2 separate regions of the Rattus norvegicus genome follow, and region 2 is linked to region 1. The links are chromatin contacts, called in public Hi-C maps. All regions are on one chromosome and are shown on one strand. Each heading gives the region's core, a stretch centred on a gene start, on an enhancer-like site or on the middle of the called end of the contact. The rest is flanking DNA. Distances are from core to core; before and after follow the strand shown. Region 1 overlaps Pdzph1 (PDZ and pleckstrin homology domains 1). Region 2 holds the start of Nudt12 (nudix hydrolase 12).

Evidence for each region. Hi-C and Micro-C count contacts between places; a contact is called where the count stands out from the background.
Region 2: a contact with region 1 is called in a Hi-C map of Schwann cells, with 4 times the contacts expected there. The contact joins the promoter of Nudt12 here to the enhancer-like site in region 1. A contact is called at or near these places in 2 of 12 Hi-C or Micro-C datasets (Schwann cells and frontal cortex).

What each region holds. Positions count from the first base shown.
Region 1 is chr9:106,101,933-106,105,410 of GRCr8, forward strand. It overlaps Pdzph1 (PDZ and pleckstrin homology domains 1), which reads right to left. Exons shown (of 14, transcript NM_001402237.1): 9 at 2,779-2,957. Among named protein-coding and RNA genes, the nearest start is that of Pdzph1, 73 kb to the right of the region's middle. Within about 2 kb of position 1,684, at least 22 of the 93 cell types and tissues checked have an H3K27ac peak or open chromatin away from gene starts, as enhancers often do. A contact at or near this core is called in Schwann cells, where this site is marked.
Region 2 is chr9:106,200,616-106,204,093 of GRCr8, forward strand. It overlaps Nudt12 (nudix hydrolase 12), which reads right to left and starts at 1,725. Exons shown (of 7, transcript NM_001109010.1): 1 at 1,625-1,725.

The DNA.
Region 1 (3,478 bases), core at 434-2,933:
CGAACACTGCTATCTGTTTTGCAGATCAGACATAATGTGCTCTGGAATGTGTAGCCCTACAGCACATCTGATTTGGGCTCCTTTAAAATGGAAATAAAGTTGTATTTTTATACTTTAGTTACATCAAAGGCCCATGCAGCCATGACATTCACAACCACACTCTTCCTATCAGCCTTTTCTTACCCCGGTGTTAATCACGAGATCCACATCCCGACACAGAAGATTAGAAGCAGATAAAGGTTTTTTTTTAATTTAACTAAAAATGCTACATAATTTTTACATACCTTCCACTGCAGGCTTCATGCTTTCAAATGCCAAAAGTTTGGTAGGTAATGAAAATGAATAGGTAAGGAAATGAAGAATAGCAGGATTATGGTGAACTATGTAGCATGTTCTTATCAATGTACTTAATTCAAAGAGTCCACGTGAGCCCTGACCTAGAGAACTCAGATGGAAATTACTGGGATCCTTCTGGATCTCAGCGTCAAAGATCTTAAAACAAGAGATGCATGTCTCAGTGACGTTTCCAATTTTATTTTGTTGAAGAAGAGCATTAAACATCTACTACAAGCCTTATTTCATAATGGAAATAGAAATGAACCAGTGCAGGGAAAAACAGACAACTTCAGGGTTACAATCTCCAGAGGCCGCTGTGCAAGCTCAATTAGTTGGTTTCTCCTCTCCTCTCCTCTCCTCTCCTCTCCTCTCCTCTCCTCTCCTCTCCTCTCCTCTCCTCTCCTCTCCTCTCCTCCTCTCCTCTCCTCTTCTCTTCTCTTCTCTCTCCCTCTTCCTCCTCCTCCTCTTCTTCTCTTCCCCACCTCTGTGTCTTTCTTTTTCTTGTTCATTGTCTACTGCCTTTAGTTTGAAAGACACTTGATTATGATATTTACTCAATTTACAAATTAGAATTTCCTTTAAACATTTAAAAAGTTAAAAAAAAAAACCAAAACCATCAAATTTCCAGGGCAACACTCCTGCCTATTCAGGAGGTCAGGGAAAAGAGACGGTGAGACTGGAGGCATAGCTCCGAGACTCCTGTAGGCTTCTGAAACACGAATGCACCTGTTTCCATGGATTAGAAACTTGGGTCCAATGTTTCCACAATGTTTCAAGATAGAAAACTTCATGTCACTTCTCCTCTGTTTTACTTTAACACTCAGGAAAATAGGAACCGAGGACAGATAGCAATTTCTCATCCTGTTTGGAGAAAATCCTACTTTCCTGCACTGGAGGGAGACAAAGTTTCTCAAAGCAGCGGTGTGGTTGATTTTCCTATGAAAGGCAGAGCACTCAAGGGTGTTCCACAGGTAAGGGGCTCATGATGCAGGAATAGAAACCCCGCATAAGAGAACATAAGTTATAATAATTCAACAGCATATTTTCTTTCAGTTTCACAATGCACTGGCTTCCTTACTGTTCTTTTTTTTTTTTTTCAGGAAGAAGTTAAGTTGTTTATTCATGCACACAAGTGCCTATGTATATATACACACTTAAATACACGCGCACACACACATACACACACACACACATACACACAAGAAATGCAAAATAAACACAGAGGGAAAACATAGGATTGTGTCATGAATGAGGTAAGTAGCCAAAATTCTTGTTCTGAACCCCATTTGGAGGTGGGCCACAAATGTCCCTAGAGTGAAGGCAGCAGATCCACAAGGCTGCTGGATGCACAATGCAGCCTTTGTTAAATGGGAGCGCGCATGTGCTCCTTGTGACAGTGGGTCTATTTAGCTCCCGACAGCTGAGGAAAATATTTCACGAGAGGTTGGAAAGTAGGAGTTCGACATGAAATCTCTGTTGTCACTTTTTAAGCATTCTTGCAATTGCTTAACAAAATCGGACCCTGGATTAAATCTAACTGAGAAAACATACGCGATAGCAAAATGTAAACTGTGTTCTAGACTCAACTAAAGAAGATTTCTCCAAGCACATGGGCCCATCTAGCCCAGATTTACTCAGTTGCAAACCTTGGGGAGGAGGACTGCATTAGCATAGGATTGGGGTTTTTCCCAGCCTCCCCCCTAGAGTTAGACATTACTGTTCTCATGAAATCTGGAAAGCAAAATAGGTATTCCAGGTGACCTGCCTAGCTCTCTGTTTCAAAGCCTGGACAGCACAGAGTTCTACCAACCATGGCCTGAAGAACTACCCTTTTTTTTTATTGGATATTTTATTTATTTACATTTCAAATGTTATCCCCTTTTCCCAGTTTTCCCTCCAGAAAACCCCTGTCTCCTGTCCCCTCCCCCTTGCTTCTATGAGGCTGCTCCCCACCAACTCACCCACCCACCCACCACTCCCACCTCCCTGCCCTGGCATTCCCCAACAGTGGGGCAGCGAGCCTTCACAGGACCAGGGGCCTCTCCTTCCATTGATGTCTCTCAAGGTCATCCTCTGCTACATATGCGACTGAAGAATTATGTTTTGATCATCAAAGTTTATTTGTTAATGCTACTAGAAACTTAGTTTTGCTCTTATATTCTTTATAGTAATAAGGAAATCTTCATACGGGGTAAAAATGGAAGTAAACAAGAGGGAAGATACGCCTTGATCTGTGCAGCAGAAGAGAGCATAAATTATAATTCTCTGACTTTTGAAAGAAGAACAACTCCTGGACAGTAGAATGGGAACATGATGCTTCCAAACTTCTGCAACATACTGTCCTGAAGGGTAACTCTTGGGGGACATGGGAGAGTCCAAGGAGGTTTTACTTCCCAAGGTCTCTCATTCTTACCCAGATTCCTACCCGTCCTCACACTTTACCTTTCTGTGTTTGTAATAGAGGAGAAAGCCGTCGTGCTTCAACACAAACCACCTCTTCCTCCAGCCCTTCACGAAGCCCGAGTGAGTCCTCTTATGCAGGTAACCCCGGCAGGTGGGCCATGGGGTATTAGGACAGCGGCTGATGTCGGATCCCACAACCATAGTCAAGATGTCTGGACCTACGGGCATGAATTTGGGAGAGTTCAGTGACTTGACATTTTATAATCTTCTGGAGGGGCAGTGACTATGTAGAGTTAATGATTGGAAAAACAGTCACGACTTTAAAAACAGAATCCTACCGTTAGATTAAACCAGGTAGGTCTCTTCGACATTCAAACCTATGTGTTTACGACGAAAATAAGAACGGAGCAGTTACCTCTCAGTTGACTCGTAGATCAGTGGTGGGACTTATCTGTGACTTGGGTTTCCTGAACTGTATAAAACTCCTTTATCATAACCCCAGTGGTTCTGATGACAGAGTCAAGTCTGAGCGACATCACTAGTTATAATATCAAGCCGGCCTTAAGTGTGTCTTCATTTACTTCCTAAGAACATGGGGAGATAAGCTTCGACCTTCTATTTTGCTTTCGTCCCCAACAATTATCCTCCTTGGTCTAAGTTACTACATATGTCTTTTGCTGAAACTCTCCCCCTCATCAAAATCCTTGAGCTGGGAAACAGGAGGTCTGCGAGGTCCTCG
Region 2 (3,478 bases), core at 475-2,974, 99 kb after region 1:
GATAATTGCTGACTCAGCACCTTTCTTGACATTATCTTTGTCTGGCGGCAGGGTTCCCCTTGTCACGAATTAGATGACAAAGCGTTTCTGTGTCTATTGTTGGATGCAGGTTCTGTTGGCCTCTCTATTGACCTTGAGGCAGTTCTAAAAATGACTAACATTGTCTGACCTGTCATGCTTTTTGGGTGTAAACAAAGCAGTCATGTTTCCTAATGAATGTTATGTAGTCCCTAATTCTGTTAAAAGAATACAGGTAAAAAATAATTCAAGTCAAAACGGTTTCAAGTGTTGGCTTCAAAATATTCTTCCTTCCTTCTCAGTACTGCTGAGTTTTCTCTCCTGATTTTGAAACAGCAATGTGGCTGGTCAAATACACAGCCTAATCTGCACAAAGTTGAGGAAAACAACAGGTCCAAGAATAACTTTCCGATTTGGCCTGTGCTTTCCTGTTTGTGTCTTCTATTTACAAATAATTTAAAACTGCTGAAGGCAATCCAAAACACCTGCCCAAAAAATCTGTGCACCAATGAAATTAGGAGTAACCCCTACATATATCAATTTACTTTCATTTGGTGTGTTTTGCTTATTTTCCCATTTTTATCATATCAAAAGCCTTAAAATTGTTTAAGATACTGTAGTCTCCGTGGCGATACTCCAGGACGTTATTTAGAAGCACCGCTAAGTGTCTTCCTAAACTCCTTCTCTTTTAACTCACTTTCCCAAACTCCTGCTACAGTTTCTCCTGTTAAAAGTTTATCTTTAACACCTCGCCTTTCCCTGTTCAGAAGTCATGGTTTCAGAGGTCACCGTCACTCCCTCACTGCTCTCAGAGATCACTTTAGGTGACATCAACACTGCACATCCAAACATGCCGTGTCATGCACTACCACCTAGGCAATATATATGCATAAAACATTCTCTGGACTACGAGGTGAAACAATAAGCCCCTTCCTCTAGCGTTTTCAATTCCAGTCATTTAATAATACTGCCATGACTCCTTCCAGGGACGCTCGGAATACATGACCTGTCGCTGTACTACTTGCTAATCACTTATTGGCAGGTTCTGTGGAAGGTGAGGACGGGAAGGTAGTCTAAAGCGTCACCCAAGTTTTCCAGGGCTACTTGGAGAGGTCAACTAGAAGAGACTTGACTTTTAAAGGAACTATATTTTAACCAAACCAACATTCATTTTTACTAATAAGTAACTTCATGTCCAAGGGTGCCCAGCACGGCTCCAGCAGGCTCCAACCTGGCCTCATAGTGGACCTGTCAATTAACCCACCCACAATCATTTAATATATTCCACTCGCTGGAATTGTCCAGACCAATTTAACCCATTACGTGCAACCCACGCAAGCACGGTCTCTCCCAACGGCCAAGTGCCTAGAATAGTTATTTTTCGTCCATTGTAAGATCCCTTCTTTCAAGCAGGGGACACCTCCGAAGTAGTTTGTTTTATCCCATCCAAAACTTGGCTGGGAATCTTAGCAGCCTCCTGCGGGCAGGCAGCGTCAGATCGGGGTCTCGCGCCTGCGCCCTCTCTAGCCCGAGCAAGGCTGCACCTCAAGCCCGCGAGGGGACGCCCTCGTCCTCGAACGTCCCGGGGCCGACTAACGCTACTAACCCAAGAGTGACCAAAGAAACCGCGGCCGGGACAGAAGACTCCGCGTCAAACTCAGTTGTCAGTTTTCCCAGTGCTGGAGGCAGCCTTCCGGACTTCCGGGGGAGGGCCACTGTCCTCGCACAGCTTTATGGGAGGTGTAGTTTAAAGGCCATCGACAGGTCCAGGCTGCGGATTAAGGTGCAGGTAGGGAAGGAGTGGGGACTGGATTTATGAATTCAGGAACTGGGAAAGACCACTAATTCTTCCCCGAGATGGAAGTGTGTGGAGCCAAGTGGTGGCGTCATGATAACGAGGTCTGTGGAAATGATTTTGTTTTCTACTGTTTCTCATCCAGCTCCCCAACTTTCCTTCAGACAATACAGTTCGGTGCCATTGAGTTTTCTATACTCTTATGAACACATTAATGCCTGATCACAAACCAAAAGTTAGGAGCAACCTCTACATATGATTTGATTGATCTTGATTTCCAATTTTTTATATTGAAGTTTCTTTTTTTTTCTTTTCTTTTTTTTTTTTTTTTTTTTTTTTATGTGTAGCCCAGGCTGGCCTCCAACTCGTGATCCTCCTACCTCTGTCTCCTTCAGCAAATTCTACCGGCGTGCTCCACCCAAAACCGGCATATATATAGATATACACATATCTATATATATATGTTTTAAAATGATTTAAAATAATAAAATAAAATTGTGATCTTTCAGGACTTCATTTTCTTCCAACCTGCCTTCTCTTAAATCACTCACCATAAACTCGTGCTGCACAGTTTGTGGAATTTACTTAGCGGCACAAGTCACTTAGATATGTGGCCTTAAGCAGGTCTCTCGTCTCTGTAGAAGTCCCACTTCACATTTTCTAAAATGCCACCACAGTGTCTACCTTATTAAATAATCCTTATAAAGATATGTTTGGAGCTTCCATAATTCCTCCATGACTGTAGGGTTACAGAAGATAATGCATGAAAAACTCCTGGGACCAGAGATGATACCCACCTTACAATATTCTTGCTTTTATCAATTTAATTTCCTACAATTTCATTCTCCAAAGCCTACAACAATTATGTGACTCTTTGAATAGTTTGGTCTTTAGTGGTCTTCTAATCCCCAAACCAGGAAATGGACTTGCCCATCAGCAGTGGAGTATTTTAAGATTGACCATTGTTTTCTGTACTTTCCAAGTCCTTCCTCACACCAAGGTAGCTCATATTTGTTGACGGCATGATGCTTGGACTAGGAATTGAACCCAGAGTATTTTGGGTGGATGGTAAATGTTCTATTGTATTCAACCTACTAACAACTATAGTTCTCTGAATGCTTCTCTAAGTTTGTCCTATGCTCCTTTCTGTAGGTAGTTGTGTTGGTTGGAAAAGAATGGCCCCCACAGGCTCATGTATTTGAATACTTGGTCCTCAGTTGGTAGAACTCCTTAGGAAGGATTAGGGGGTGTGACTTTGTTGGATTAGGTGTGTTATTGGGAGTGGGATTTGAAGTTTCAAAAGCCCATAGCACCCTCCATTTAGTCTCCTTTGTCCAGACACCTGCCTCCTACTCGCAGATAAGCATGTGAGCCTTCAGCTATCTATGGCTTCAGCACCACACCTGGCTGCCTATCTGCTGCCACACTCTCCACCACGATGCTCACAGATCCATCTGCTGAAGCTGCAAGCTCCCCCATCAATTCTTTTCATATAAGGTGCCTTCAGCATAGTGTTTGGTCACAGTATTAGAAAAGGAAGTGAAACAGATATAATTACCAGATACATATGAGATGTAGTTGCTAGACATTTCCCAAACGCACACTTTATTCTCCCTGCTCCACCATATGGTAATGGCAGCATCTTTCTTGTAATGCTAGCAGGGG